5 separate regions of the Mus musculus genome follow, and all the other regions are linked to region 1. The links are chromatin contacts, called in public HiChIP or PLAC-seq and promoter capture Hi-C maps. All regions are on one chromosome and are shown on one strand. The core of a region is the stretch at or near the end of the contact, and the rest is flanking DNA. Distances in the headings are between cores, read along the strand shown.

Region 1 (5,722 bases), core at 1,771-4,270:
GGTAGGGACATGTGCAAGGACAGATCTGTCTCAACACCTGGCAAGGCTAGTAGCCGACACAGCCTATGGAGGGAAAGAGGGGGAGGGGCCATACCGGGAATACATCCCAGATGCCCAACCTCGACTACCAAATCCATTGGCGGCAGCCTTACAAAGCAGAGCCCATCCAGGTTTTACAGGTGAGGAGAACAAAACTTAGAGAAAGGTTAGGCAGCTCTGCCAAGGTCATGCAGGAAATGTTATGGGGATAAGAACTCAGGTGTATCTCCAGTTAGCAGCTAGGGTTTCTGCTCTTCCATGCTATGGAAGGTTCTAGCAACTCAAGTGGTTGTACAGGGCAGAAAGGAGAATGGTGTGAATGAGGCCATGTGGTGCCTGTGCTGAGGGATAGACAGTTCACTCCTGAGGCCGTGATGTGACATGATGCCGGGACCCACATACAGAGGGCCATCAGTGCTAAGCAAAAGCCTGTGTTCTGTATCCTGTAGCCCACGGATGAGGAGGGTGTCTGAGATAGGGACCCGCTCTGGAGACCAAAGTGGTCATCTACACTGATGCTGGGAGATTCCATTAATAAAAGGGTGAACGGGAAGCATAAGCTGGGAGGGGCTTTCCGGGCAGCCCAGAGCAAGAGCACTGGACTACGAACCAGAGTCTGCTGGGGCAAGTATAGTTCTCTGAGCTTCAGTTCCTGTGGGCCAACCAATTTGGCTGCTGGCAGACACAGCAAAGGCTACTGAGGATGAAGTGGGCCGGCTGTGCAGCATCCAGAGGCCTGCAGAAGGCTGTCACTCAGAAGGGACAAGTACTCTGTGGTAGGACCAACACGCCTCTTCCAGGCACAAAGCACAGCACAGCTACCCTCCTCGTCAGTGACTCTGGCTTCCTGTTGGGCACTGGGCTTTCTGGCTCACCCAGGCCTGCTTACCCTCTTCCTATCTCTGGGAACTGAAGTCTCTAGAGAGCAGCTGCAGCTCCTCCAGAAAAAATGCACTTCCCTCTGTCATGCAAAAGTTCTCTCTGCATTCTAAGGGAGCCCAGACTGGAAGGCTTTAGAACAAACTTTCAGAGCTGAGAAAGCTTCCGTCAAGATTGAGATGTCTATTGGAGAAAGGGAAAACATGAAAGCCCAACTCCCCCCGTCCATCAAACCCACTCTGTCCCCCACTGCTAGAACCAACCCTGCCTTCAGGTCTCAAGTGGCAGGTCCAGGAAAACAGAGGGTGGCGCTGGAGACTGACGCAAGGCTGGTGGGCAAGCCCAGGCCACAAGAAATGAACATAATCTGGAAAATTAAACAAACCCAGACACTGTAACGTGTGCATATTAGATTAACTCTCTAAAGGGTCACGACCTTGAGGAATACATCCAGCCAGTGAGGAAAATAATAAACCTGATTAACGATGAAGCATGAGCCACGGCCTCCGCAAAGAAAGCCAGCCTGAAGAGGCCCGGCGGAATTCCAGGGGCTTCCTTCCCTGGCAGAGCTGGAACTCAGCCGACCTCTCCAGCCCCTTGCCACCACTAGGACACTCCAGGATCAAAGCAAGACAGGATTGCTCCCTCTCAAGCCACACCCCTGCAGCTCTGACCCAGGGACTACAAGGCTAGCTTTTCCAGGTGCTCCCAAAAGGGACACTACCACCAGACGACCCACTGGAGCCAAAAAGAAGATAGTTCTCTTTGTCCCTGGCAGGGCTCAGATCCTCTTGGCCAACCCTCAGCCCTCCTGCCCTGGTCTCAAGAGATACCTACTTGTCAGGCACAGTGGCCAGGCCCAGCCAGAGTTCCCCTCCTCTTTCCAGACAGCCCAGGCCCCTGGGAGACATGCCCAGAAGAGCCACTGGAGGGAGGCAGGGAGGTGGCACCGCGTGGCATCACCAGACAACAGCACCAAGAGGAAGATGGCAGCATCAAGTACAGATGCCAAGAACCACACAGCCCAAGGTCCAAGAGGGGACCAGCTCAGCCTGCATAGCCTGGCTACAGCCAGGCAACCTGGCCCGCGTGCCTTGTCTATCCCTTTGGTCGCGCCTCCCCCAACCCCAAAGCCCTGGGCCAACTCTCCCCAGGCTCCACCTCCTCCCTCACTTTCCTCAGCTCCAGGGAGCCCAGGGAGGGAGGCACAGGTGCTCTTGGCGCCTTGGACAAACCCCCTGTCCCAGCCGTCACCAGGGCGCCTTCCACCCCAAGCTGGGTCGGAACCACTCCGGCTCTGCCCGGTCCTCACTAAAGAACATCTCCTTAGCTCCCCTCCCCCTCCACTGATCCCCTTCCCCCTCCAGCGCCCAATGCAGGTCTCCAGAGTTTTTCCCTTACTTCCCACTCGGGTGAACTAGGGTGGGATGGCTAAGAGGCCCATTAGTCGCAAGAAGGAGGGTCATTTCTGATAGGACGCTGGCTTGGCCCAAAGCAAGACGGCGTGCAGGGTTGGGGGTGTGGTGGTGGCCGGAGTCCAGGGCCCGAGCAGGGGTGGTCAAGACAGATGGCAAAGAGGGAAGGGAGAAGGGGGCTCAGAAGCCGGGCTGGTCTGATGGAAGACTGTGGCGGGCAAGAGCGGCCCGTAGGAGAAGCCGAGGGTGACGAGGCGGGGTAGAATCGCCAGTGTCGGGAAGGGGCCGTCATCCCTGCAGGGGGCAGAGGCTGGGCTGGGAGTTGGACTGGGAAGAGGGAGGATCACAGAAGGAGGATCGGAGCGGAGGAGAGGAGGCGCAGGGGGAAGCAGGCAGGGATGGAGACTAGGGGAAGTACGGGGCAAGGTGGCGGGGGCTCAGCGGAGAATCCGGGGTCGCAGGCATCAGAGTGCAGGGGACTGGGCAGCTGGAGGCGGGAGCGGGGCCAGGCAGGGTGCGGGCCGCGGCCCGGAGGGAGCTAGCGGCGGAGACGTCAGAAGTCGGGGTGCGGCGCAGCCCCGGGGGGCGCGGGGAGACAGCGTAGGGCGCCGGTCGGGGGCGGCGCGGGGGCTGCTGCCCTTACCTGGGCGGCTCCGCACTCCGGGCGCCAAGCTGGGGACCCGACGTTGCTCGGCCGGCGGCCCGGCTGTTGTTTTCCCTTTTTTTTTTTTTTTTCTTTTTTTTTTTTTCTTCCGCAGCGGCGGCGGCGGCGGCTCCAGCTCGATCCGCCAGCAGCCGAAGGCAGAGTCTGTGTCCGGCTGCGAGCGAGCCGGGAGCGGGCAGCGCGGGAGGCGCGCGGAAAGGCGCTGAGGCGCCGCCCGGCGGGCAGTGAGGGAACTGCGGCGGTCCCGCACGCGGCCGGCCGGGGAGGGGGCGTCCCTTCCGGGCCGCGGCCGCCGGAGTCTCCGCTCGCCGGCGGGGTCTTTAGCTGGGGACCCGGACCTAGGTAGCCGAGCGGCGAGGCGGGGAGGCCGGAACAGACAGAGCCAAACTTGCAGCTTCCCTGATCCGGACGATCGGGAGACGGCGGGCCGGGGATGGGGGGGCTCCGGGTGGGCGCTGCAGAGGACTGACCCCCAAGTGAGGAGCTGGGGTACACTTCACCATCCAGCGCCAAGGGGCAGCCCGCCCTGGTCCGCAGGAGTTATTAGCTTGGCCTGCTTCGGTGGGCGAAGGGCGACTCCTGGTGGCGTTTTAGGGGCCAGACCTAGGGGACGAGGCGTAGAGACTGCGGCCTCCTCGGTGGTGGCGCGGAGCTGGGTGAAGCTTTGCTTTAGCAAGGCCAGATAGACCACAATGTTTCAGGAGGCCGAAGAACCACAGCTCACGTTTGGAAGTCTACTGGTTTGTGCACACAGACCTCCTGGGAGAAGTTGTCACTTTATGCTACACATAAGGAAACCTCGGCCTAGGAAAGGTGAAAGACCTAGCCTTCACCAGGAGCTGGGGGCTGGACCAAGAGAGAACCAAGCTACTTGGTTTGAGGGATCATTTGGCCACATCATAGCAGCCTTGGGGTGGGTGGGTGGGGGGCTAGAAAAGGAGAGGGCAGAGGAGCAGGAGGCCTCAGGGGGTCAAGTGACTTCCTCAAACCGATTAGTTCCTCATTTCAAACCCAGAGTCTTAGCCGTAGACAAACCCGGAAAGCATCTAAGCCAGCCTCCCAATCGTCTCCCACTCTTCCTTCACACCTAACCACCTGCTTACCCTAAAGTCTCCACGAAGGGGCTGTTCTAGGCATTCTTGGTTGGTTCTAGGGCCTGGGAGGACAATATACACGGACTACAGGATATTTGTTGACACTCCCTATATCATGCCGGGAGGGCAGCAGAGCTGAGTTACCTGCTTGGGGGGCTGGGGGGGGTGGCGATTGTGGTTGTAAGAGCCTGTTCTCTCTCCCACCTCCTCTCCCAGACTGGACTTTATGAGTGCTCTGTTGGCACAGGACCGGCCACTCTGGATAGCTCCAGTCCCTTCGGTCTTTCCTCAATCAACTGTCAGACGGATGTCAGGAACACAAGCTACCTGACTTTCTACTGACCTAATAAAACCAATCCATGAGGTTAAGTTGAATCCAACCTGCCTCAGCACAGGTCAAAGGTTTCCATATTGGATAGGATTCCATTTCTTCAGTCCAGTTTTTTTTTTTTTTAACATTTATCCTGTGTCAAGACTACACCATTTATTCAAGTGCCATTCCCAAAGGCTTTCACATCAACTTGGCAAGGTGGACCTTACCCTGCCTTCTGAATGAGTTGAAGGTGATCTGTGGGACACTCCTATCCTATCCTGAGGTGACTGCAGCGCCTTTCCCTGCCTTGGAATGCTAGAACCTGTTAGCGTGAGTGAGAGGACGGTATCGGTAGTGTATGCAGAACCTGCTCTGGGCTGACAGCAGTGAGGGGCATCCCTGTGAGCAGGATAAGTTATTTCACAGTCCCTGGTGACTTCAGAGTGACATGCATGGTTCTTAGTCTACTGGAAGAATTCAACAACAGCACGCCCATAGAGGTTTAAGAGTTAGGACAGGAAGATAATTCAATATGAAAAACGTTTCTTCGTATTCGTTGGCCTTGGAAGCTCATTCTATGAGCCAAGGGAGGTGTGAGGGGTTGGTTTTAAGACTAGTAACCTGTAACCTGCTGGTAACCTGCGGCCTTGTGAAAACTCCCGTCTCTTCACTTCCTGTGAGGGTAGATTGTCTTCTTTAAGTCTCTGCCCATGGAAGCAAAGAGACCTTGCAAACCAGTGCCGGAAAAGCCCACCTTCATCCTTACTTAGCGATGCCCTAGCCACTGCCCTTTCTCCCCATCCCCATCCACATAGCTGTGGACATGAGATATCCAATGCTTGGACTCTCTCTCTATTCCTCCGTAGCCAGTACCACTTGTCCAAATTCAACCCCATACCAGGTAACTTCTAGAAGCAGGAAGCTCAGTCCAGATCGCCTCTGGAGAGTAGGGAGAGATCAGACAACAAGAGCTGCCTCACATCTTGAATGGTAAAAGCAGAGGAGATGGAAAACGAAGCCCTCTTGCCTGAAGCATCACTCACTGCCAGCTCCCATGCTGGGCTAGACAGACAGAACTCTGTGTACCTGGCCATCCTGATTAGCTGGTGGATCCAAGTTCTTCGGTTGTTGGTGCCTGTATAAGCTTGTTCTCCAGTGTTTATTTTTAGCTCTTCTCTCTTTGTATTGGCCTCAGGTACAGCACAAAGAGAAGTGCTTGCTCTGAGTTACACCTAATGTATCTATCCCAGAAGCACCCGTGAAAGCTCAATACAAGGTGATGATGACCTGCCTGCAAAAATTGGGACCAACTGAGACC
Region 2 (5,722 bases), core at 2,307-4,806, 1.8 Mb before region 1:
GTGAGCCACCACTGCCAGGTGCCTATGTCTCAAAGAAAAGACTTTACAAGAATGACCTTATGAACCCTATAGGTGGAACAACATTATGAACTAACCAGTACCCCGGAGCTCTTGACTCTAGCTGCATATATATCAAAAGATGGCCTAGTCGGCCATCACTGGAAAGAGAGGCCCATTGGACTTGCAAACTTTATATGCCCCAGTACAGGGGAACACCAGGGCCAAAAAGGGGGAGTGGGTGGGCAGGGGAGTGGGGGTGGGTGGATATGGGGGACTTTTGGTATAGCATTGGAAATGTAAATGAGTTAAATACCTAATAAAAAATGGAAAAAAAAAGAAATTTAAATAAAAAAATAACTAATTAAAAAAAAAAAAAGAATGACCTTATGACGTTCAGGAGTGACTTTGACATGGGTAATTATTCCGGATTACCCACGAGACCACAGGGCAATCTTATGCATTCGTGGAATACTACTAAGCCATGAAAACTAACAGAGTCCTGCCATTTGCTGATGACAGGGATGGACCTGGAGTTGATTGTATCAAGAGCTTACCATCAAGCTTGCTGTTCTGTGTTTGCTCCTTGAGACCCATGTGATACAAGGAGAGAACTAGACTTTCATAAGCTGTCCTGCCTGCCTGCCTTTCTTTCTCTCTCTCTCTCTCTCTCTCTCTCTCTCTCTCTCTCACACACACACACACACACACACACACACACACACACACACAGAGAGTTTTCTATATGTATCATAAAAGACACCCAGAGGGTTTAGTGCAAAGAGAATACAATTAGGGATACAGACCGGGTGGAATGAAATGGGGTAGCCACAATCAAACAATTCCCATGAGCCACCAGACGCTCTCCCCCTGGAGCCTTCAGAGTGAGAACAACCTCACCAACACAGTTTCACCCCAGGGAGAGCAACTTGGAACATCTGTCCTCTAGAATATGGAGAGAATGCATTTCTGCTGATTAAAGCCATCCAGCCTATAGCCATTTGTTTGTTCCAGCAGCTGATAGAAACAGATACAGTGTTCCGACTTAGTGCCTGTCTACATCCACACAGAACCTCATGGCTCTTCCTTTGAGGTCTGACAGTGCAGACAGCAGGCCTGGGTTTGAGTCTCTGCTTTCCTCCGAACTAGTGTGACCCTAAGTATGTTGTATAACCTCTTTAAACCCCAGCTTCCTAGGTCATAAAACAGGCATGGAATATGTCTTCACTAAGCTGGGTAATGTAAATAAAGTGTTTCCAAGCCTCAGTAGTATGTCGACAGTAATCTTGCTCTTGTGCGGTCTCAGGGATTAAAGAAGAATTAATCAAGCCATCATTTTAGTCTGTCATGACCGGAGCAAGGCCTCTGAGGACCACAGAAGGAAACAGACTGTTCCCTTAAAGCCCCGCTGAATATCAAATATGAACACATAAAGAGCCCACTGAACCACTTCTTCGTTTATTTAATCAATTTGGGTCCTTGATTCTGATCTCACCTCAGGAATGGCAGCTGCCTGGAACTAAGCAACTTCTACAGTACATTTGGACTCCGCTCTGGTTCTCAGGAGGCTCTAGATCGCCACCCATCCTCAGGGCCTTCCATGGAGGACCCCCACTTGGCACCCCATGCAAAACCCTTCATATCTTCTCCAGGTGTTGTAGTGTTTTGGAAGTCAGCAGAAAGCAGAGGTCTCGGTCCACTTTGTAGCCTTTCACGGAGCGGGCCAAACAGCACTGCAGCCTGTCTGAGCAGGTTGGCTAGGACGATGCATTCCTGAATAGGAGTCTTCTCTCCTTAGACCTCCCCCACGTTAGTAAGGAAACAAGGCTCCCAGTTAGGACACCTGGAGTTACCTCGTGAATGAAAGCCGAGGCAAGAACGAACTTACTGACTCGACCCTATCTGATTAAGTTCGCCCAACTCTTCAATTCTGGTGACGTAACTGAAAGAGAGAGCAGCACCTGCCACCATCCCGAACTTTGTGTCTCCACCGAGGAAATAAGCAAGCCAGGAATTAACCAGAGAAGGCGACGGCTTTCTATCAGGAGAGGTTCCAGCCCCTTGCCCTGGTGTGCACCGGCTCCAGAGAACTGTTGCAGGCTGTCGCTGGCAACCCTGCTCTTCCCAGAAGGCTACAGCTACAGCCACCTGTGCTCTCTTGCCCTTCACCTGCCCACCCTCGGAAAGGAAGGAGGAGGCAGGAGGGCAGCCCCCCCCCCAACCCCGCCCCATACTTTTGAGCACCCACAGCTTTCTGCGCTGCCGTCACCACTGACGAGAACCCTGGTCCCCTGGAGGAATCACTTCTTCCCATTCCATCCTCTCTTATCAATGAACACGCAGCGACACCCACGCTCCCGCTCCTCCCACTCCGGAGGGAGCCGGGAGCTCAAGAGCGACATCCGGAGCTGGAAGCCTCTGCAGCGGGGGCGCCGGCCACCCTGCCCCGCTGCCCCTCGCCTTTCGCCAGCCACCAGTAGACCGACCCCTAACCTCCGCTCCCAAACAGCTCACCACTCTGGATGGATAAGGGATCCAAGTCCTCCAAGGGACCCGCCTCTCCCGGGCTTAATATAAGAGACCTCTGGGGGAGCGCGCGCGAACCGCCCAGAGCTACCAGCGAAACCCGGGATTCGAACCTGATACCCCGGCCGTCCAGCATCCCCAAGCAATCCCCTAGCCCGACACTCCCGCCGCCAGCGCGCCCATCGTGTTCCCCTAAGCAGGTTTCAGGCAGCGCCAGGATGGCGAGCCGGAGCGAAGTCGAGGGTCGCGGGGCCCAGGCGGGTGACTTACGCGCGGGCGCGGGGAAAGCCCATGGACAGGAGCACGTCCAGCGCCGACCCATGCTTGACTGTGCCCGGGCGCTGCAGGCGGTCCCTGCGCGGGGTGACTTTGCTGTACAGCTCCTCGCGCGCGGCCATGCCGAGGGCTGGGGTCGCGGTGCCGAGTGCCCGCTCAGTGGCCGCCCATCGCCCGCGCGCCGGGGACTGGGGGTCCGGGGAGGACGGTGGGGGCGGTGCTCCCAGATCTCCGGGCGGAGACTGACGCTTCCTGGAGAGGCCACTGGAGCTCGGCGCGGGCCGGTGGCTGCTGCGGGTCCGACCTCAGCCCGCGGGGTCCCGGAGTCCCAGCGTTGCGCCGCTGCAGCCTTCTCTGTCCTCCGCCCCACCAGCTTCTCCTCCCCGAGCTGTCCGGGAATTTGCAATGAGTAATTTTTGAATGGATCAAAAAGGAAAAGCAGCCTTGTGGGCAGGCCCTGCCTTGCCTGCGCCGGGCCCCGCCCCTCTCTTAAAGCGCCCGCGCCGGCCCAAGCTGGGCTGGCTGGATTACAGCCAGCCATAGTAGGAATTGCTTCTAGACAGAAGGTCTCCAGAAGTAGGCCAGTGTGCTTGGATTCGCAGAGCCGTAGCTCTGCCCTTGGCTTGCATATCGATCCATCTGGGCCTCCGGGCTTCAGAATAGCCCATTTCACGTTTCATTTGATCATTGGCGAGGTCAGTAATGGAAACCCTCTGCACGGATGGAGGAGAGGTCCAGAAGGCTAAGCCATAAGACCCGGGAAAAGGTGTCACTTCAAATTGATCTCGCTAAAGTTACAAAGTTGTTACATCACTGTAGGCCGAGTACCTCACAGCCCTCAGTGACTGACTGGACAGCGACTTCTGGAAAAGGGCCTCTGATTCTTGGAAATGGAAGGACCTGAGAGGGCAAAGGCCAGGAAGGAAGGGAGAAGAGAAAGGGGAAGAAAAAAGGGAGGGGAAGCAGAGAAATGAAAGGCTAGGAGCTAGAAGGAGAAGGAACAGAGAAAGGACACTAATTATAGCACTTCCGAATGGAAAGAGCTGACTTTCATGAGTGAGTGCGCACCCTGTCTATAAAAGGGTTCTGAGTCGGGAGTCGGGATCCCTGCTGCATAGGAGCCACAAGTGAGCTCCCACCCCCACCCCAGTAGGACCAGCAACCTCCACCTCAAAGAACAGAAGTCATTACTGCTGTTGCCTGTTAAAGCTTGATCACCTGGAGACAAAGGCATTGTTCTCAATCAAGAACCAATCCCATTTGGTGTAATAGAAGAGGCACAGATCTTCTTTCGGGGTGGGGGGGTGGGGGCGGGGGGAGTGATGATGATGATGATGACGACAATGATAATACCTAATGTTTATTGGATCCATTTGTGTGCCCATGATTGTGCTGAGCATAATGGCTGAATTAACTCATGGGCCTTTTATGGCGCCCTTGAGGATGCCTACCTGTATAGCCTCGTTTTTTTAGAGATGAGAAAATTCAGCTCAGAGGGACAGAGGAAAACTGAAGAGCTCCAGCGTGAAGAGATGGAACTTTGACTCCCCGTGGTGCCCCGAACAGGTCACCTCTTCCCCCAAATGGGTTACCTCTACCCCCAACATCCTCGTAGTCCCATCTATACAGGGGTAGTCGGTAGCTCCAGATTCCCCAGGCACTAAAGCTCTTTCCTGCTTGCCTACTTAGAGTGCAGGGAAGGGGGAGGAGGGTGACCAAGATGGATAAAGCCCTCGCCATAGCTTTAAATGTTGCTTTATAAGGCACCCAAGAAAATGAAAGTTTAATCCCCTGACCTCCCATCCTCCACTGGTGTTTCTTCAGAGTATCCGTGGCATTTGGAAGTGGGAAGGTGAGACAGAGGAAGCCTGGGTAGGAATTTGCATATTTCTGCCTAGTGTTATGAAAGAGACCAAGGGCAATTCACATTTCCTAGGTGGGGGAGTTTCTTCTTCCCAGCAGAGGAAATGTCTAGCTAAGGCAGTGGTTGGAAGCAGCTTAGAAAACCATAATCCATAGACTAGCCTCCTTGGGATGTGTTCAGGAAAGTCTACTGGACAGTACCCAGCATTCTAAAGTCTTTTTTTTTTTTCAGATATCTGGGCTTGAGCCAGATGATCTGGATTTCAATCAAGAGAAAATACTGTCTATGGCAGCACTTTGTGCATCCAAAGCTGTGCACAGAACAGCGGCTCCAGTTTAGTGAGCCCTCACTAGATAATGGTGCTGTCCTTAGGGTTGTGCATGTGTGGCTCATTCTGTCTGTGCTTTGGCCGGATGCTGAAGTGACTCTCTCTTGAGAAACCTGCACCCATGTCCTAGGTATGTACTGTCTTCTTGCTAAGAACTTCTTTCTATCAATGCAAGAGCTTAAAGTTACATTGTGATATTTTCTTTTACATTTTTTTTATTTTTTTATTCTGTGTGTGTGTGTGTGTGTGTGTGTGTGTGTGTGTGTGTGTCTTTACAAGAGCACAGCAGTGTGGGTGTGGAAGTCAGAAGATAATTTGCCGGAATCAGTTCTCTCCCTCTACTGTGTGAATCCCAGGGACGGGACTCAGATCTTCAGTGTTCTTCTGAGCCATCTCACTGCGCCAAGTTTTCTTCTTAAATTCCAACTTTGGGGGAGGGGGTGTGTTGGAAAGATGGCTCATCCCTCTCGAGCATTTGTTGCTCTTGCAGAGGACCCAGGTTCAATTCCCAACTCCTACAGGATAGTTCATAACCTTCTGTAACTCCAGTTCCACGGAGTCCGATGCCCTCTTCTGACCTCCGTGAACACCAAACATGCATGTGGTACACAGACATGTATGTGGGCAAAAGACACATAAAATAAAATGAATAAGTCTGATAAAAATAAGCTTTCATAGTAAGCCAACAACCACTTACTGTTTTGACGACAAAGAGGATGCCAAACCATAAG
Region 3 (5,722 bases), core at 1,234-3,733, 1.7 Mb before region 1:
TTCCCCACACCAAGCACCACCAGCTGTAGATTAACTGTAGTCCTTTCCGGTGTGCAGGGAGACCCTGGGGTGTGCAGATATAAACACACATGGATACATAGCTTCATGACTTAAGTTACTGTTCATCTCAGGCACCGATGTGTCTCCTGCACCATATATCAAGGGGGCATATAATTCTTCATTCATGATAAATTATCCAGAAAGGCTAAATTCCATCAGATTCAGCCAGAATTTATTATCTGACGCTGAAGAACAAACAGACCGTCATTCCCCAGCTGCTCAGAACATATGTTTGAAGGGAGATTGGGGCCCCTTTGGTCCCTCTGATCCTCCCTGGATCTCAGAGCCAGACCTTCTGAGCATCTTCATTGGACTTCCTCTCAAGAGCGAGGACACCGAAAATGAGTCGTGTTTCAGCAAGATGCAGTTCACAGACTTGGTTTGAGATCTCCACTCTTCCGTCGGGCATCTCATTTCCTGCAACGTTGACATTTGTCTCCACACTGCAGGCTGGGCAGCTGCCCTTCTTGTGGTTTTGCCTTCCATCTTGAGGCACTGTGCCTGACCTGTTTGCTCACCAGCTCAATAACTTAGCTTCATCCCAGTGGATGAGATTTGACCAATACATTCGTATGCCAGTGCATCTGAGAACCACTAATGGGCAGAAACCAGATTTTGATTTTTATCCTGTTTTGTGAGCCACTCTAGCTTATGCGTGAGCTTATTCTCCCCGAATCATGCTATAGTTCAGCAATCATTGATGACCCTGGGTTATATAGCCAACAGTTTGGAAGATCCCAATCCTGCTTTCAGTAGTCTTCCAGCCTAGTATCTCTTGACTGTAAAACATCCAGTGATAGATAATCCAGCCAGCGTGGGCTGCCCCTTGTCGCAACGAAATCACTTCTAGGTAGTTATTTCACATCCAAATGAGCATCTTTTCTTTTCTTCCCCCATCTTAAATCATTCTACCTGCCTCATTAACTCCCGTTCAGCCCCCAAATACCCAAGCAAAGCCCTTCCATTTATTTAGACAGTCTCTGATTGCATTTCTTCCCCCTGACTGGAGTGATGACTCTTACTTGAGACAAATATGGAACTCCTTACTACACTCGATGGCAGTTGTTTTTTCCTGTGCACACCCCACTAGTCTGCAGCATTCTGAGCTCAGTAATTATAATTTGCATATGAAGTGTGCCCCTTGTCAAGGATCACATGTGAAGGGCTCTATTCTCAACGCGACAGTCAACAGTCGAGCGAAGGGAAGATGACTGGTTCCTGAGGACTCGGAACTAATCTGTAGATCAGTCCATTCACAAGCTCATAATATGATGGGAGTTGGTAGAGATAGGAGGGAAGGCCACACTGGAGGAAGTAGCCTCTAATGATGTATTAGGAGATGTATTTTGTCTTTATTAAGTCCCTTCCCATCTCCTATCTGTCCCAAGGAGGGCCACTTTGCTCTTTGCCCTCATGTTCTGCCTCACCAAACACTGGACTGGAACCAACAGATACCAATGACAGTGGACAGAAAGATACAAATCTGTGGGCCAAAATAAACCCTTCCTCTCTTATGTCATTTCCTCAGGCATGTGTCATGGTGCTGCAGATGTGCCTGACACTCCCACACCCTTCCATCCTTCACCTAGAACTCTCAGCAGTGGAAGTCCCTACAACAGTGCTGTACCGTGTTGCTTCTCAAGCCGAATGCATTCAGCAGTATTGACGTCCTTGATACTATTTGGTTTTGAAGACAAAATCAATTCTGTTAGGAGGGATGATCTGGAAAGTGTCCCCAAGTGGCATGTTCTCATCTGACATCATCACACGAAGATTTTATCAGGCAGAGAGATGAAGAGGTCATTTCTAGCAGTGGAATTAACACAAGCCACTTGGGCACCAGGGCGGGGTCTGGAGTGGATTAAGAGCTGAGGGAGCTGTACTAAATAAATGATAGGCCATGGAGCTCAGATCGTGGGTTGGAAACTTGCCACTGGCTATCTCTGCAGGATTGCTTGGATTCAGCAACTATGGAGTCCATCACCGTCGTCGTCGTCCTAGACGCTGTTTACAAGAGAAATCGTGTCCTATTGTAGACTGTCTTCTATGAGGACAGGAATATTCTGAGACGTTGCAGATTTTTTTTGTCTCCCGGCTCTGCCACTGGAGGTCACTGTTGTACCATCGAAATGAGTGAGAAGCCCCGCCTGATACCCTTTTGAAGTTGGCTTCCGCCAGGAGTGAATACAATACCCTCTGGGTAGCTAGGAAGTCCCGAGGTGCAGGCTTCTCCCTGGCTTCGTGGAAAAGTGGCCTGGTGACCTGCAAAAAATGACTTCGGAAGAGCGATGTCCGTCTGGAGAGGGACTGCGGGTGGGAGAGCGGTGCTGGGAGGGAGACGTCTGTATCGCATTAGTCTGCGTCTGGCGGGGAGGGGCTGGAGGCCCTGGCGGGTCAAGGCAACTGCTCCCTGCTGCTTTCTGGCGCGAATGTGGAATCTGGTAGTGATTAGAGAAGGTTATTGTCTTGGGAGTGCAGGGAGATCGGTAGTAATACTGCTTTGAGCGTTTCTGACCCCATCTTAGAAGGCCTCTCCCACGACTCTCCTGCTGGGCTCTGATTTTAGAGCCACTAAGCAAAGAAAGACAAGGAAAACTGAGGCCTATTCCTTAAGCCTATCCACTCCCCGGGGCTTACAGGGGACACTCCAGGAGGAGCACAGATGAGAACACACATCCCTAGACAGAAAACCCCAAGTAAGCCTCTATTTTTCTTAGCCCTCCTTCCTGTGGAGTGAATATCATTTGGTCCATTTGTTATGAGAAGAAACAGAGACTTGGAACTGACATTTGAACCCGAGTCTTTTGAAATATAAAGAGAATGGATGGTAAAATAACTACTTGTGGTTACTGGCTAAGAATTCTGCCCTTGAAAATTTGGAGAAAGAGCTCCTCCCTGTGCAGCTTCGACAATAACCCACTTCAAGGCGAGCTGAAGCCAGGGTACCTTTTGGCGGCACCTTTTTCTTCTTCTTTTTCTTCTCTCCTTCACTTTCTCCCCATCTCTTCCCCTGGGTTTCACTGCATACCTCAGGTTGACCCTATCCCTTCTCTTCTCCCCACGTGCTGGGATCTGACGGTCGGGCTACTCCTAGATCAGAGTGGCTCTCTAATAAGTCATAATCTGTTTATAGCCATTCATAAAAGCAGAGTGCTTCTGTGCACATTAGCTAATTTGGCTCTTATAATAACTGTCTTATCCCCATTGCCGTAGACAAAGAATCTGAGACGCTGAGGAATTAATTTGCCGAAGGTGCTACAGTCAATGATGAAATTCAACCTCGGATCTTTTTGCTCTAAATACAGCACCCACTGCCCATCACCCATTGCCCGATACCAGTTAGTCTCCAGGTAAATATTGGGTGATGGAGTGATGCTGTGTATAATCTAGCTAGCAATAAACTGATCTTAAGTTTAGGTAGCATTTTATCTCCGAAGATGGTGCTCCAACCCAGGAAGATTACACTGGAGACCCTGCCTCAAGGGGACGGAAGACTTCTGAAAGTTGTCCTCTGACTTCCGCATGAGCGCTGAGGTGCATGAACACACACGCGTGCGCACACAAACACACACACACACACACACACACGCATACAGACACACACAGACACACATATGTGTGTGCACACACACAACTCATGCACGCATGCAAGAATGCACGCAGTATACCCATAACCACACATACACGCAGGCATGTGCACATATGCATGCGTATACATTTATTGTGTGTGGATGAGTGCTCCCATGCCATGACTGGCATGTAAGGGTCAGAGGGCAGCTTGTAACTGGACTCAAATAAATTTCTAAAACTTTTTAAAAGGGTGAAGATTACAATTTATCTATCTATGTATCTATCTATGTATCTATCTATGTATCTATCTATGTATCTGTCTATGTATCTATCTATGTATCTATCTATGTATCTATCTATGTATCTATGTATCTATGTATCTATGTATCTATGTATCTATGTATCTATCTATCTATCTATCTATCTATCTATCTATCTATCTATCTATCTATCTATCTTGCAGTTCACACAGCTCTGGGGTGATTAATACATCTTCTTCCTGTTCCAGAGGTACCAGATTTAGAAAATAAGAACCCAGAACTCCTAAAATTAGATTTCTTATGGGGTTATTGAGACATGTATGCTAACAAGCCAACTGTTTATCGGAAATGTAAATGTATCTGACCATTGTGCGCTTTCATCTGTCGACTGTACCCTGTCTCCAAAGAGAGAAAGCTGAGCTTGGTGTTCTCTCAAGCATGCTTGAATTTTGGACATGACTATGTTTTTAAAAGGACAATTTGAAAACACCCTATCAATGTACCAACGTTCAAATTCTCTGTTACAGTTTCGTCAGAAACCCTTTGAACTGTGCTTGCTTCACGGTATCCCCTCATGGAATCATTTTTAAGTGAATCCTAAGGAACAAAACAGTGGCAGAGCAGTTTGAAAACACAAAGGGCCTCAGGACAATTGTGAAGGAAAGCAGAGCAGATCACTGTACCAAGTACCCCAGGGAAACCACACCGTGGAAAGGAATCCCTGAGGAGGGCCGAGTGGAATATTCTCCCTAGGCACACATTTAATCAAACTTCAAAAGAAAGACAGCCATTCCCTTTGGAAGCCATTATATAATGAAGTCAACCCTGCTTTCAACTCCAAAACTAATTACTGGATTTATTCTTCTTACTTAATCTATTCCCAGGTATTTGGACAAAATGCTATTCTCTATTACTTTGCTAAGACAAACAGAAACCATAAGTAACATTAATTTGTCCCTACTAGGTGTGCGCATGCTGATTTTAGAACTACCAGTCAGTATTTGCATATAGAGGAGTCATCACATTTATAAAGAAGGCCCATTACACATAGAGAAGGTTTTTAAATCTAACACACATCAAAGTAGATCCTGGTCTCATAAGGAAAACATCTTATTCTGCAAAGACAAGACACATGGCTCTTTTTAAGATAAGGTCTTACTCCATGACTCAGGCTAGCCTGGGACGCACTGCATAGCTCTCACTGGTTTTGACTGTGCCACAATCCATCTTCCTCAGCTCTTTCTAAGTGCTATGATTACAGGTCTGATTTACTTTATCCAACTTGGAATGTTTGGGTCTTGAAGTCTTAAAGCCACACACTGAAGAGTGGACAACTCATGTGTACCATGTGCACACATAAATAAACCATCACCTAGCACCTGTTAGGGTGGGTATTACTAAACACATATGTAAGTGTTGGTGAGGATGTGGGGAGCAGACCCATGTGCACAGTTGATGGGAATGTCTATCATTACTGTTATTACGAAAAATAGTGTGTATGTTCCTAAGAACTAGAACCTTTATGTGCTCCTACAATCCCTCATTTGATTATGTAGCCAAAGGAAATAAAAAGAGCATCTTAAAGAGGTAATAGCATCCTGCTGTTCATTGTAACAACGTTCATAGACACTGCAACCATAATAAAAGGTGAATGGACAGATAAATTGTGACACATACATATGAACACATACGTATTCATATAAAGGTGGAATATTATTCAGCTTTCAAAGAAGGGGGATTCCTGTCAACTATGTGATGTCACATTTATTAGCAATGGACCTGGAGAACATTATATTATGTGAAATGTGATACATAGAGAGCCAAATCCTGCA
Region 4 (5,722 bases), core at 2,124-4,623, 1.3 Mb after region 1:
CCTCCTATTTTCTTCTAGAAGACTGGACCCTGACAGGAAACGCCTCAGGCCAGGGCCAGGGCTTGGTGCCTCACACTTTGCTGAACCCACACCAATCTTGTAAAAGTTAAAAAGCAACACACATGGGCCACACTGAGCCAGACTTCCTCCCGTGTGAGTTAATGATAAGTCAGAGACACCTACAACCAGAAAAATATTTATTATTCATCGTCCTAAGCAACGGTTGTTTTCCTTTTTCTTTTCTCCCCCTCCTCCCTTTTCTCTTTTGGTGACAGGTCTCAATGTGATTCCCATGCTGACATTAAATATCTGGTTCAAAGCATCCTCCTCGAAGAGCCTCCCAAGTAGCTATGTCACCCTGCTTAGCTCACAGTTCCTGGAGGCCAGTGGATCTCAACCTGTGGTCCCCTAAGGGATCCTCAGGGGCCACCTAAGACCATTGGAGAACACAGATATTTACATTATAATTCATAACAATAGCAAAATTACAGCTATAAAGCAACAATAGAAATAATTTTTGGTTGGGGTTCTCAAGGAACTGTCGGAAAGCGTCACGGCATTAGGAAGGGGGAGAGCCGGTGGTGTAGGCCAAGGCCACTGTGTTTTTGATCAGGTCACATTTCTTTTAATATATAAATAACCAATGTCCTATTTGAATAAAAGTGAATGATTGTCCCTCTTATATATCTCCTCAATACTCTTGTCCAGATCAGGCTGTGGTGCACAGCTTTAATTCCAGCCCTGAAAAAACAGAGGTAGAGGCCCCAATCTAGGAGTTCCAGGTCAGTCAGAGCTACACGTAAGTCCCTTTCTCAAAAGACAAGCAAACAGAAGCCATCCTGGATAGATCTTATTCAAAGGAGGACAGGGAGCCAACAAGATGGCTTAGTCGGTAAAGGTATGTGCTGCCAGACTCAACGACCTGGGTTCAATCCCACAGATCCACATGGGAGAAGGATAGAACCAAGTCCCCATGGGCTGTCCTCTGACCACACACTAAATGTAATACAAGTTTTTAAGATTTAATTTTAACAATCTGAATGTGTGTGTGCACTTGAATGGGTCTTCTCCAAGAGCAGCGTGTACCCTTAACTACTGACCCATTTCTCCAGCTTCCCCAGCCCAAAAAAAAAAAAAAAAAAAATTAACAGAGACAGTGAGATCAGAAACGATCTTTCCTATCGTCGCTTCTAAACTGAAGTCAATAAAAAGAGAAGGGAAGGTTGGCCTTTTTCTCACAGTTTTTATTTGGTTTGTTTTCTAAAGAGGGGCTGAATTGCTGAGCACAACGCCAACCCCTTTCTGGGTTCCGTTGGGACCAGTTCATCACGTGACACATGGCACCTTTTTTTTTCTCCACTTCACCTTGACCTCAAACCACATCCTGATCCTGCACCTGAGAGTCAGTTGACTGAACTCATTTGTAAAATACACGATCTCCTAAAACATGAGGTCTAGGTTGTGTTCTGTCATCCCCAATGTGTCCTTCCAAGCACAAACGTGAGTGACAGAGATTCAGGGAAAGAAGTCCCTGAGAAGCTCCTGGGAAAGGACCGGAGATTCTAAAGGAAGAATAAATGAAAACGTGATGAAAAATGAGATTTCTCCATATCTGAGACCTGTGTACGGGGTCACCAGCCCTACGTTACAGGGGCTGTAAGCATCACAACGACAAGTAGGACTCTTTGCTCTATAAAGTGTCCAGAGCCGGGGCTGGAGACATGGCTCGGCAGTTAAAAGTGAGTCCTGCTCATGAAGAGGACTCGAATTTGGTTTCCAGCACCACACTGGTGGGCTGCTCACAACTACCCGTAACTCCGACTCCAAGGGACTCCAAAGCTCTCTTGTAGCCTCCCCCGCCCCCCGGCACTGTGCTCACAAACCCACACATAAAGAACATAATCAAAAATAAAAATTAAAACTCTCTCTTACAGTATCTAAAGTGCTACGGAGTTAAATAAAACAGGTATTGACCTTCCGCTTGCTCTGGAAGTGATTTCATAGTCCCACATCTTGTGTCTGTTTCGGCAGATTTGCTTCTAATAATATGCAACTGACCAACATTTTCAGGGACTAGAATGGACAGACATGCCTAAAAAGGATCTGTAGGTTCCATAATCCACAGGGAGGAAGGCTTGTTTAAATTCTATGTATGGTGACATTATGGTGCCCAGAGATGGCACAGGTCCAGACGGATCTCTCCCAGATGGAGGGAGGGCTTCCCGTCATGCTTTCTGCCAACAATCAAATTTTAATTATACATAAGATACTAAAAAACACCCCGTAAAGGGGATCTCCCCCAATATTGCCCAAGAAATTACCAACTGCAAACTTTAGGAGGTGCAGGCGGTCAAGCAAGTCCACTAGAGGGAGCCCTAAGCAACTTTATGCTGCAGGGAGCCTGGGGGCTGCTAAACCCCTGCCTGCAGATTAAACCTCATAAAGAAATAGTGGGAGAAGGCAAGATTGACTGGAGAGGGAAAAAGGAGTCCTGTAAACACTGCACTGACGTCTGGGGATTTCAGGAGCTACAAAACTTATACACCAAGAAATACAAGCTGAGCAAAATTAAGTAGCTGAACTCCAGACTCTTGTCTAATTTGTGTTCCTCTTTGTGGGTCAGCATCCTTTCAACTACCTGTGTCAGAACATGTTTCCCTCACACACCACAGTAGCCTTTTTGAGGCAAACCTTCAGGTTGTTGTTTAAAAAAAAACAAAAACAAAAACAAAAAACAAAAAACAAACAAAACATTTATTTATTTATTTTATGTATCTGGTGGTCTTCAGACACACCAGAAGAGGGCATCCGATACCATTACAGATGGATGTGAACCACCATGCTGTTGCTGGAAATTGAACTCGGGACCTCTGGGAGAGCAGCCAAGTGCTCTCAACCACTGAGCCATCTCTCCAGCCCCCAAACCTTCTGTTTTAAAGTAAATAATGTCACTGTGTTCACACGAAACCTCCAGATATAAAGTAGCTGTGATGGCCGCTATCCCTGCTTTCCCTATGTCTTGCAAAACACTGCTCTCCCAGACTGCAAGTTTGTAGATTCCTAGCCTGGAGAGTCTCCAGACCACAGGTAGTGCCTGTGTAGACATGAATAATAGCTATTCGGCTCCTAAGCCTCTTCTTTAGGGCTAGGATATGGAGGTAAAAAGAGAAGCTTTCCTTTGTATGAGCTGATTTAGCTCACCCACCTGCCTGAGTTTTCCAGTTGCCTGGACAACGTGCAGTATCCAGAAACCCAACATCCCAGTTCTTGGTCCCACCTCTTGAGGAAGTTTTACACCTTGGATTGGCTCCCAGGACCCAGGCTCCTCCCTAGACTCAATCTACTTGGGTCTCTCTTTACTGTCCCCATGACATGTCATTTCCCAGGGAGACACCACACAAGCAACAGAAAGTCTTGCAGGTAGGTAGGAAGGAGGAGAGTACACAAGTTGGGGAGAGAGAAGGGATGTCCAGAAGTTTCTCTAAGAAGCTGACTGCTGCACATAGGATTGTTCTCCCTCAGTGATCCCAGCCCTCCCTAAGGGTCCCAGAGACCAAGAAATGAAGCTTCTATAGAAGTGTAAGATGCACTGGGAGACTGGCACTCTGATGCTCCAGAAACCCCCAACCAACTCAGTGTAAGAGTCAGGAAAGCCTGTCTGTATGCTGACCTACATAGGTCTTCCCTTCGTCAGGACAGCGGGATGCCACCTAAAACCAAAGGAAGGGGGAGAAAAGCTGAGGCACGGAAGAAGAAAAAGAATTCAAGTCCTGGTGAGTCACCATGGGTGAAGGCCAGTGCCCCTGCATGTCCATGTCCACACCAAGGTCCTTAGAGGGAATCCAGCTCCCTGGGCAACAAGACAGAGGGCGTTTGTTTTGGTTTTGTCTTTTGTTCTTTTGACACAGGGTCACTAAGAAACCCAGGCAAGCCTCAAACGTATCCTCCTAGTCCTCCTAGTGCTGGGACAGCCTGGTGCTCACAATGCCTGGCATTAGTTAGGCATTGACACCACAGTTGGCTAAAGTGAGGCTCTCTTGCCCTCCTCTTCAGAGCCCTGAGTTCAGATTCGGCCAGGCTGGGGACCGGAGACTGCCTCTCTCCCCCTGGAGCCCCCTCTAGTCCTTTGCCTCTGTCATCTGTTTCACCCTTCTTTTGAGCACACACCAAGTACAAGGCAGTGAAGGCTTGGCTATGAATTTGTCAGATTTTGGCATTGGGTATCAGTGATCTTCCCCCATCCTGCAAAAAGTGCGGGAGGAAGACAGGGCAGGGGCGAGATCAGCGTAGCCTAAGACTCCGTGGTTTGCCACGACAGGTGTGGAGGCTGAGGCCAAGCACAGGCTGGTGCTGCTCGAGAAGGAGCTGCTTCAGGACCGCTTGGGTAAGGAGTGTGGAGCCTCAGGAGACAGCAGCAATGACAGGTCCTAGTCAGGGTTATCACTGCTGTGAAGAAACACCACAACCAAAGCAACGTGGGGAGGAGATGGTTTATCTGGCTTGCGCACCCAAAGCACTGTTTATTATTGAAAGAAGTCAGGAGAGGAGCTAGGAGCCTGGAGACAGGAGCTGATACGGAAGTCATGGAGGGGTGCTGCTAATTGGCTTGCTCTCCATGGCTTGCTCAGCCTGCTTTTTTATAGAACCCAGGACCACCAGCAAAGGGGTAGCACCACCCACAATGGGCTGGGCCCTCCCCATCATTCACTGATTAAGAAAATGCCCTATAGGCTTAACTATAGCCAGATCTTATAGAGGCATTTTCTTTCTTCCTTCCTTCCTTCCTTCCTTCCTTCCTTCCTTCCTTCCTTCCTTCCTTCCTTCCCTCCCTCCCTCCCTCCCTCCCTCCCTCCCTCCCTCCCTCTCTCTTGTTTGTTTGTTTGTTTTTTGAGACAGGGTTTCTCTGTATAGCCCTGGCTGTCCTGGAACTCACTTTGTAGACCAGGCTGGCCTCGAACTCAGAAATCCGCCTGCCTCTGCCTCCCAAGTGCTGGGATCAAAGGCGTGCGCCACCATGCCCGGCTTCTAATCTTTTTTAAAAAAAGATTTATTTATTTTATGTACATGAGTGTACTGTCCCTGTCTTCAGACACTCCAGAAGAGGGTATCCCATTACAGAAGATTGTGAGTCACCATGTGGTTGCTGGGATTTGAACTCAGAACCTCTGGAAGAGCAGTCAGTGCTCTTAACCGCTGAGCCATCTCTCCAGCCTGAGGCATTTTCTCAGTTGTGGCTCCCTCCTCTCTGATAATTCTAGCTTGTGTCAAGTTGACATAGAACTATCCGTGCAGCCTTGGCATACGTGGCATCTCTGGGTTCTTGGGGAACTGGAAGTGTGGACTATGTCCAGGGCTAATTCTCTGTTGGCAAGGATTGTGAGGAAGGGCTAGACAATGAAGATTGATGAAGAAGTTGTTCTTCCCCCTGACTCTGAGAACGCAATCACAACCCCATTCAGGATAGGTAAGTAGTCTACCGTGAAGCTAATCTGCAGCTCGGGAAGCCATTGTTTTTTAGTAGCCAGAACACGGAGAGACTATTGACTCTGTAGGAATGAAAACTCTGTGGGTTTCAAGAGGGTCCAGGGAGAGACACTGCATAAGAGGTTGACACTGCCAAGTTCCCAAAGAGAAGCAGAGTTCAAGGCTATGGTGATTGATTCTATGAGATCCACGGTCAGGCCTGAGCATGGCTCTGCGATACTCACAGCTCTACAGAGGG
Region 5 (5,722 bases), core at 2,153-4,652, 1.1 Mb after region 1:
AACGGAAGGTGGTCTTGCGCAGCAGCAAGATCAAGTGGATCTTCACAATTTGAGCCAAAAAAGGAGCATATTAATGGGCTAGGACACAGACTAGAATATCCCTGATTTACTTAAGGGTCATATCATAGGGAGGTGCATCCCTGGCTAGAGGCTGGGTCTGGCTATAAAGCCCCATATATGACTCTAATGGCTTTATCTTTTTTATGGTTTCCTGGGTGTCCTAGTTAGGATTAATATTGCTGTGATGAAACACCAAGACTAAAAGTAACCTGGGGAGGAAGAGGGTTATTTGGTTTACACTTCCACATCATTGAAGGAAGTCAGGACAGGGACTGAAGCAGGGTCAGAGTCTGGAGGCACAAGCTGATGCAGAGGCCATAGAGGCGTGCTGCTTATCGGCCCTCATTGTGGACTGCTCAGCCTGATTCCTTATGGAATCCTAGACCCCAGTCCAGGAGTGGCCTCACCCACAATGGACTGGGCCCTCCCCACATCAGTCACTGGTTAAGAAAAGTCCTAATGCTGGAGCTTAGGGAGGCACTTTCTCAATTGAGGTCCCCTCCTTTCAGATGACTCTAACTTGTGTCAAGTTGAGAAAATTAGCTACCACACGGGGAGGGAGCAGGTAGGACGAATCAGCAAGACAATTCAGGAAACCATGGCGGTTATGATTAATTGATGCAGCATGGTAAGCTGTACCAATACACTACTCCAACCACACCCACCTAGTTTTCCTCAAAATTAGCATTTGGCTTCCACCTCAGGACCTTTGCGCTTTCTGTCTGTGCCTTAGAGTCATCTGAAAGGAGGGGACCTCAATTGAGAAAGTGCCTCCCTAAGCTCCAGCATTAGGACTTTTCTTAACCAGTGACTGATGTGGGGAGGGCCCAGTCCAGCCTCCCCTCTGCCTAGAACATTCTTTCTCTAGATATGTACCTGGCTCACTTCTCACCATCTGCAGGTCACCTGTGTTACTTCCTCACTGGGCTATCTCAGACCACAACCTACATGCTCCTTACCACCCCTAGCTGTCTAGCTGGCTTCTGTCGATCTAGCCCCACCCCACACATTGGATTCTGTACTTTTTCCTTTTCCTTCTGTTCCTACTAAAATGGGAGCCCCTTAAAGAGAGGCTGTACCTGCTGTATCTCCTATATTTAAAATAAAATTCGAACAGAGTCTGGTATATTCCATACCTACAAGTTCAATGAAGAGGTGGAGTGAGGGTTGGTAAGAATTTAAGTATTGGGGGCTGGAGAGATGGCTCAGCAGTCAAGAGCACTGACTGCTCTTCCAAAGGTTCTGAGTTCTTATCTCAGCAACCACATGGTGGCTCACAACCATCTGCAATGAGATCTGACACCCTCTTCTGGAGTGTCTGAAGTCAGCTACAGTGTACTTACATATAATAAATAAATAAATCTTTTTTAAAAAGGTTTTAAGTATTGCCTTCTGGTTGTGTCTACATTCTTTGGGAAATATGAGAAGAAACTTGAAATTGAGGACACATGATGATATTGGAGGAAAAATTCAGGGGAGGAGCTAAGGGCTTAGGAGAATTAATGATGCAGGCAAAACTGAAGTCTTGGGACTTATCTTGGCACTAGCCTACTTGGTTGGGCAGCTTTCCTCATCAGTCAGGAAGAAGGGTGGGGTATAAGAGCCAAGTGGGAACAGGCTGGAAAGATGGCTCAGTGGTTAAGGGCACTGGCTACTTTTCCAGAGGTCCTGAGTTCAGTTCCCAGCAACCACATCTGTAATGGGATCTGATGCCCTCTTCTGGCACGTAGGTGTATATGCAGATAGAGTACTCATATACATAAATCTTTTTTTTTAATTTTTAAATAAAAATTTAAAAAAATAATCAAGAGGGGGAAAATATATCAAGATTTGCCCTGGCCCTTTTTTTTTTAAGAGGAAACTTAACAGGGTTAGCATTTCACTTTTGTTGTATTTTGTTTTTATGATTTTTGTTTATGTGTTTGTGTGCACATGCACATTTGGAGCTCAGACCATGTGAGTTGGTGCAGAGGCAGGTGGATCTCTGTGAATTCAAGGATAGCCTGGACTATGGAGTGAGTTCCAGGACTACATAGAAAAACCTTGCCTTGAGGAAAAAAAAAAAAAAAGAGGGGCTAAAGAGATGGATGGCTCAATGGTTAAGAGCACTGACTGCTCTCCCAGAAGACCTGGGTTCAATTCCCAGCAACCGCATGGCAGCTCACAACTGTCTGTAACTCCAATGTCTGATACCTTCACACAGACATACACACAGGCCAAACACTAATGCACATAAAATAAAAATAAATTATTTTTTAAAAAAGAATAACTCTGATTTTTCTTAGGGGGTGTTATCTAATTTAACAATAAATAACTCTTAGAAGTCAAGTTTGCAGGCTGGATAGATGGCTCAGCAGTTAAGAGCACTGTCAGCTCTTCCTAAAGGACCAGGGTTCAATTCCCAAAATCTAAATGGCAGCTTACAACTGTCTGTAACTCCACCTCCAGGGGATCAATCATACATGCAAGCAAAGCACCATTGCACACAATAACTAATTGATTAAAAATAAAGTCATTTGCTTAAAATTAAAATACAAGTTGCATCTTTTTTTCTTATTCTAAACCTGATAGCTTAGATGAAATGCTATCCTTTCTTGGGCTAAGTCCTCCCAGTAGTCACCTAAGCGAACTGCATTAGTAGACATGTACAAGACACTTGACATTTATTTACCACTTGAACATGGTCTCCCTAGGCTTCAGCTACATTGTGCAATAGATGACTATAGTGGTTCTTTTACAGGACCATTAAAAAGATTAAATGAGAAAGCTAATATATGCAAAGTACTTATCACCATGTCTAGTAATGTACTTAATAAGTAGCCCATAGAATGCGTCACTTGAATAGTCATGTACGTTGATAGTGTGTTGAATGGACATAATCTTTTTTTACCTGATTGATTGACCTATGGGGCTCTATAAATATTGCTATGAGATATACATGGTTGTTTAAATAAATGCATTTTTAAATATAAATAAATAAAATAAAAAAGTAGGCAGAAAAAGAGTCTATGGAATAGAACATTCCCAGCCCGGTAGGAAAGCCTTCTCTAAGATCTGAAAGCTGGAATGTTGCCTTTTCCCGTGAAGTGACCCTCTGTCTCAGTCTTCCCAGCGCCAGGACCTATCAGATTCCAGTCCACTTCTTTCCTTGCGCCACCGGCTCCAAACAGGCGTGCTTTTTCTCCACGTGGTTCTCTGTATATACCCGGTTACCTGGGAGATGCGCGCCGGGCGGGGCTCTACTGACGCAACAATAGGAACAAGCCAATAGCCATGACGTATATCAGTGACGCAAACGCGGGGTGTGGTTTGGCCGGCCCGGGCGCAATGAGGCTGCTGCCCGCTGGGTGGCGCCGATTTCCCGGGGAGGTCCTTTCTGGGCCCCCGGCGGAGGTGGGGGAGAGGCGGGCAGGCACCGAGCGAGGCCAGGGAGCCCTCTGCGTCAGCCACTGCTCGCTGCGCCGCGCCAGTACCAGCCAGGACTCATCCGCAGCTCCATGCTTGTGCCCGGTTCGACTCGTCCATCCTCCGAGAAGAGGCAGGTACGTGCCACCTGTCGCAGGTCGGGGAAGGAAAAAGCCAGGGTCAGTACCAGCTTTGAGACTCGGAAAGTAGGGTGTCAAAGGCAGCCTGGGCAGTCTGGACGTGAGAAATGTAGGGCGAGGGCCAGATGTGTGGAGGGGGAGACTCCAGCTGTGGGTGCCAGTGTATGAGAGGGGCTGCCAGCTGCCAGCTCGGGGTGCCAGGAAGAGCCATCTGTGTGCTGATCAATGTGTTCTGAGGAAACACTGTAACCGCGGGTACAGGTCTCCCCGCCCTGTGTGTTGTGTAGCCCGAGAATGACCCCTGGACCCTGACACCCCCCTCTCCCCACGTGTGTGTGCAGCTAACAACCTCCCTGTTGTTAAACATCCCGGGGCTATCTCTTGGTCAGTTTTCCAAAGCGGGGGAAGGGGCTTAGGGGAAGCTAGCAGTTAAGCGGAAGGGAAAAATTTTCCACCAATCCCAAATCAGAAAGAGGCAACTTTGAAATTCTCACCAATCCCAAAGCAAAAGCAGCCATGCAATGTTCTCTGACATGCAACTTGCCTAGGGGAGTCCTGGTCAACCGTTTCTAGCTCTCCAGAGAAAAGAGAACTCCTAGCTCTTAACCCCAGAGCTTTTGAGAATGAAGTTGAGTTGAAGATTCTAGTAGGGGTTGCTTATCTCCCCCAAACACGGGCATATAAGCTTGCACACACACACACACACACACACACACACACACACACACACACACATCAAACCACAAAACAAGAGGCATGGAGAACTGATGGATGGCCTGGGGTGGGGGATGTCCCCTACTCTTTGATGCTGTAGGCGCATGCCGCTCTGGAATGAGGATTGGAATGAGGGCGTCCTCCAAAGTGCATCACCAGGACCCAGTCTGAGTCAGTACCTTGTGCTGAGACAGGGTGGAGGCACCAGCCCTCGGGCCTTCCAGTCTCCAGGGAGAGCCATCAAGAAGCAGAAGATTCCTCTTGGGAGCAGACAGGTGCACCGAGGCCAGAACGATGGTCCTCTCATGACCCTGTCCAGCCTGCCTTTGACACCCTGGAACCCTGAGCCCTCCAACAGGTAGACTGGAACTGCTCCTCTGGAGCCAAACATTCCCTGGCAGCCCAAGGAAGCCACACTTGATTTTTTTTTTTTTTTTCTGAGCAAAGGGGAAAGGAGCCCAAGTAGGCTTGGCCTGTCGCCTTGGGAAAGTGGCAAAGTCTGTCTGACCTTTCCATTTGGGGGACGTGGATTGTTTCAGAAAACTGCAGGAATATTATTTGCCATCAGCAGTTTCCTGAAAGGTGGCCCAAGGCCTTTTTCTTCTAGGGTTGCCTGCTACAACTAACATTAGTGACTTGACAGTGAACACGGCCAATAAGCTTGTCGTTTGTTGTACTCTTGCTATGTTCGAGGAGACTTAAAACTATTATTTTATCCTCACCATTGTGAGACATAGTCACGACTGTTGTTATTCATGGGTTTTGTTTGTTTGTTTGTTCCTTTGTGGTTTTTTGTTTGTTTGTGTTTGGTTTTGTTGAGACAGAGTTTCTTTGTGTAGCCCTGGCTATCTGCTTTGTAGACCAGGCTGTCCTTGAACTCAGAGATCTGCCTGTTTCTGTCTCCCAAGTGCTGGGATAAAGGCATGTGTCACCATGCTAGTTCTATTATTCATGTTTTACAAACTACATAGCTAAGATTCAGAGACCTGAGTATCCTCACAAGCTATCTTAGATCCAATACAGGAAAGAGTAAGAATTCAGGCCTAGACCTACAAGTCCACCTTAAAAACAGTAGTGGACTGAAACCCAAGTGCTGATCCTCCACCCCCTCTGTCCATGTCCATAGGACGAGCTAGGTCCTCCCCATCTTAAAATTCTAGCATCTGGTTTAGCAGTTTGGCCTCTTCCTGTTCGCTCAACCTGTGACTGACAGCGCTAGAGAATCCACCTTCTCCATGTTTGGGACTCAAATTTATCCCCAGCCCTCTGCCCCCCATCCCCCATCCCCTTGATCCTTCCTGTTATTTCCAAATATTCCCTCCCAGGATTCTAGCTCATTCTCAACTTTCCTCCAGCCACTAGGCATCGGGTGGACGGTGGGCTTGTCACTGCCCCTTTAATTC

Evidence for each region. Promoter capture Hi-C pulls out the DNA fragments that hold promoters and counts their contacts. HiChIP or PLAC-seq counts read pairs in DNA pulled down with a chosen protein or histone mark.
Region 2: a contact with region 1 is called in a promoter capture Hi-C map of stem cell-derived epiblast-like cells, with 9 times the contacts expected there. The contact joins the promoter of Ubash3b here to the promoter of Grik4 in region 1. A contact is called at or near these places in 2 of 39 promoter capture datasets (pre-B cells and stem cell-derived epiblast-like cells).
Region 3: a contact with region 1 is called in an H3K4me3 HiChIP or PLAC-seq map of embryonic limb bud, with 14 times the contacts expected there. The contact joins the enhancer-like site here to the promoter of Grik4 in region 1. A contact is called at or near these places in 8 of 39 promoter capture datasets (the 3T3-L1 cell line, the C10 cell line, frontonasal cranial neural crest and 4 more), 2 of 15 datasets of contacts at CTCF or cohesin (embryonic stem cells and large pre-B cells), 7 of 484 Hi-C or Micro-C datasets (B cells, cortical neurons, embryonic limb bud and 3 more), 6 of 115 datasets of contacts at active chromatin or transcription factors (astrocytes, embryonic forebrain, embryonic limb bud and 3 more) and 3 of 9 other capture datasets (embryonic stem cells, embryonic tail and embryonic trunk).
Region 4: a contact with region 1 is called in a promoter capture Hi-C map of liver, with 4 times the contacts expected there. The contact joins the promoter of Ccdc153 here to the promoter of Grik4 in region 1. A contact is called at or near these places in 2 of 39 promoter capture datasets (both in liver).
Region 5: a contact with region 1 is called in a promoter capture Hi-C map of liver, with 5 times the contacts expected there. The contact joins the promoter of Usp2 here to the promoter of Grik4 in region 1.

Annotation. Positions count from the first base shown.
Region 1 is chr9:42,941,351-42,947,072 of GRCm38.p6, forward strand. It overlaps Grik4 (glutamate receptor, ionotropic, kainate 4), which reads right to left and starts at 3,021. Exons shown (of 21, transcript NM_175481.5): 1 at 2,977-3,021.
Region 2 is chr9:41,154,506-41,160,227 of GRCm38.p6, forward strand. Ubash3b (ubiquitin associated and SH3 domain containing, B) reads right to left here and starts at 3,557. Exons shown (of 14, transcript NM_176860.6): 1 at 2,794-3,557. The coding sequence starts at 2,921. It overlaps Gm35657 (a long non-coding RNA gene), which reads left to right and starts at 4,138. Exons shown (of 8, transcript XR_870644.1): 1 at 4,138-5,121.
Region 3 is chr9:41,226,713-41,232,434 of GRCm38.p6, forward strand. No RefSeq gene overlaps it. Among named protein-coding and RNA genes, the nearest start is that of 1700063D05Rik, 23 kb to the left of the region's middle. RefSeq lists an enhancer at 1,190-3,833. Within about 2 kb of position 2,484, at least 215 of the 459 cell types and tissues checked have an H3K27ac peak or open chromatin away from gene starts, as enhancers often do. A contact at or near this core is called in B cells, astrocytes, cortical neurons and 9 more, where this site is marked.
Region 4 is chr9:44,237,304-44,243,025 of GRCm38.p6, forward strand. It overlaps Ccdc153 (coiled-coil domain containing 153), which reads left to right and starts at 3,374. Exons shown (of 7, transcript NM_001081369.2): 1 at 3,374-3,420; 2 at 3,695-3,773; 3 at 4,319-4,384; 4 at 5,711-5,722. The coding sequence starts at 3,704.
Region 5 is chr9:44,063,619-44,069,340 of GRCm38.p6, forward strand. It overlaps Usp2 (ubiquitin specific peptidase 2), which reads left to right and starts at 3,403. Exons shown (of 13, transcript NM_198092.2): 1 at 3,403-3,602. It overlaps Gm39325 (a long non-coding RNA gene), which reads right to left. Exons shown (of 3, transcript XR_870690.2): 3 at 2,707-3,613.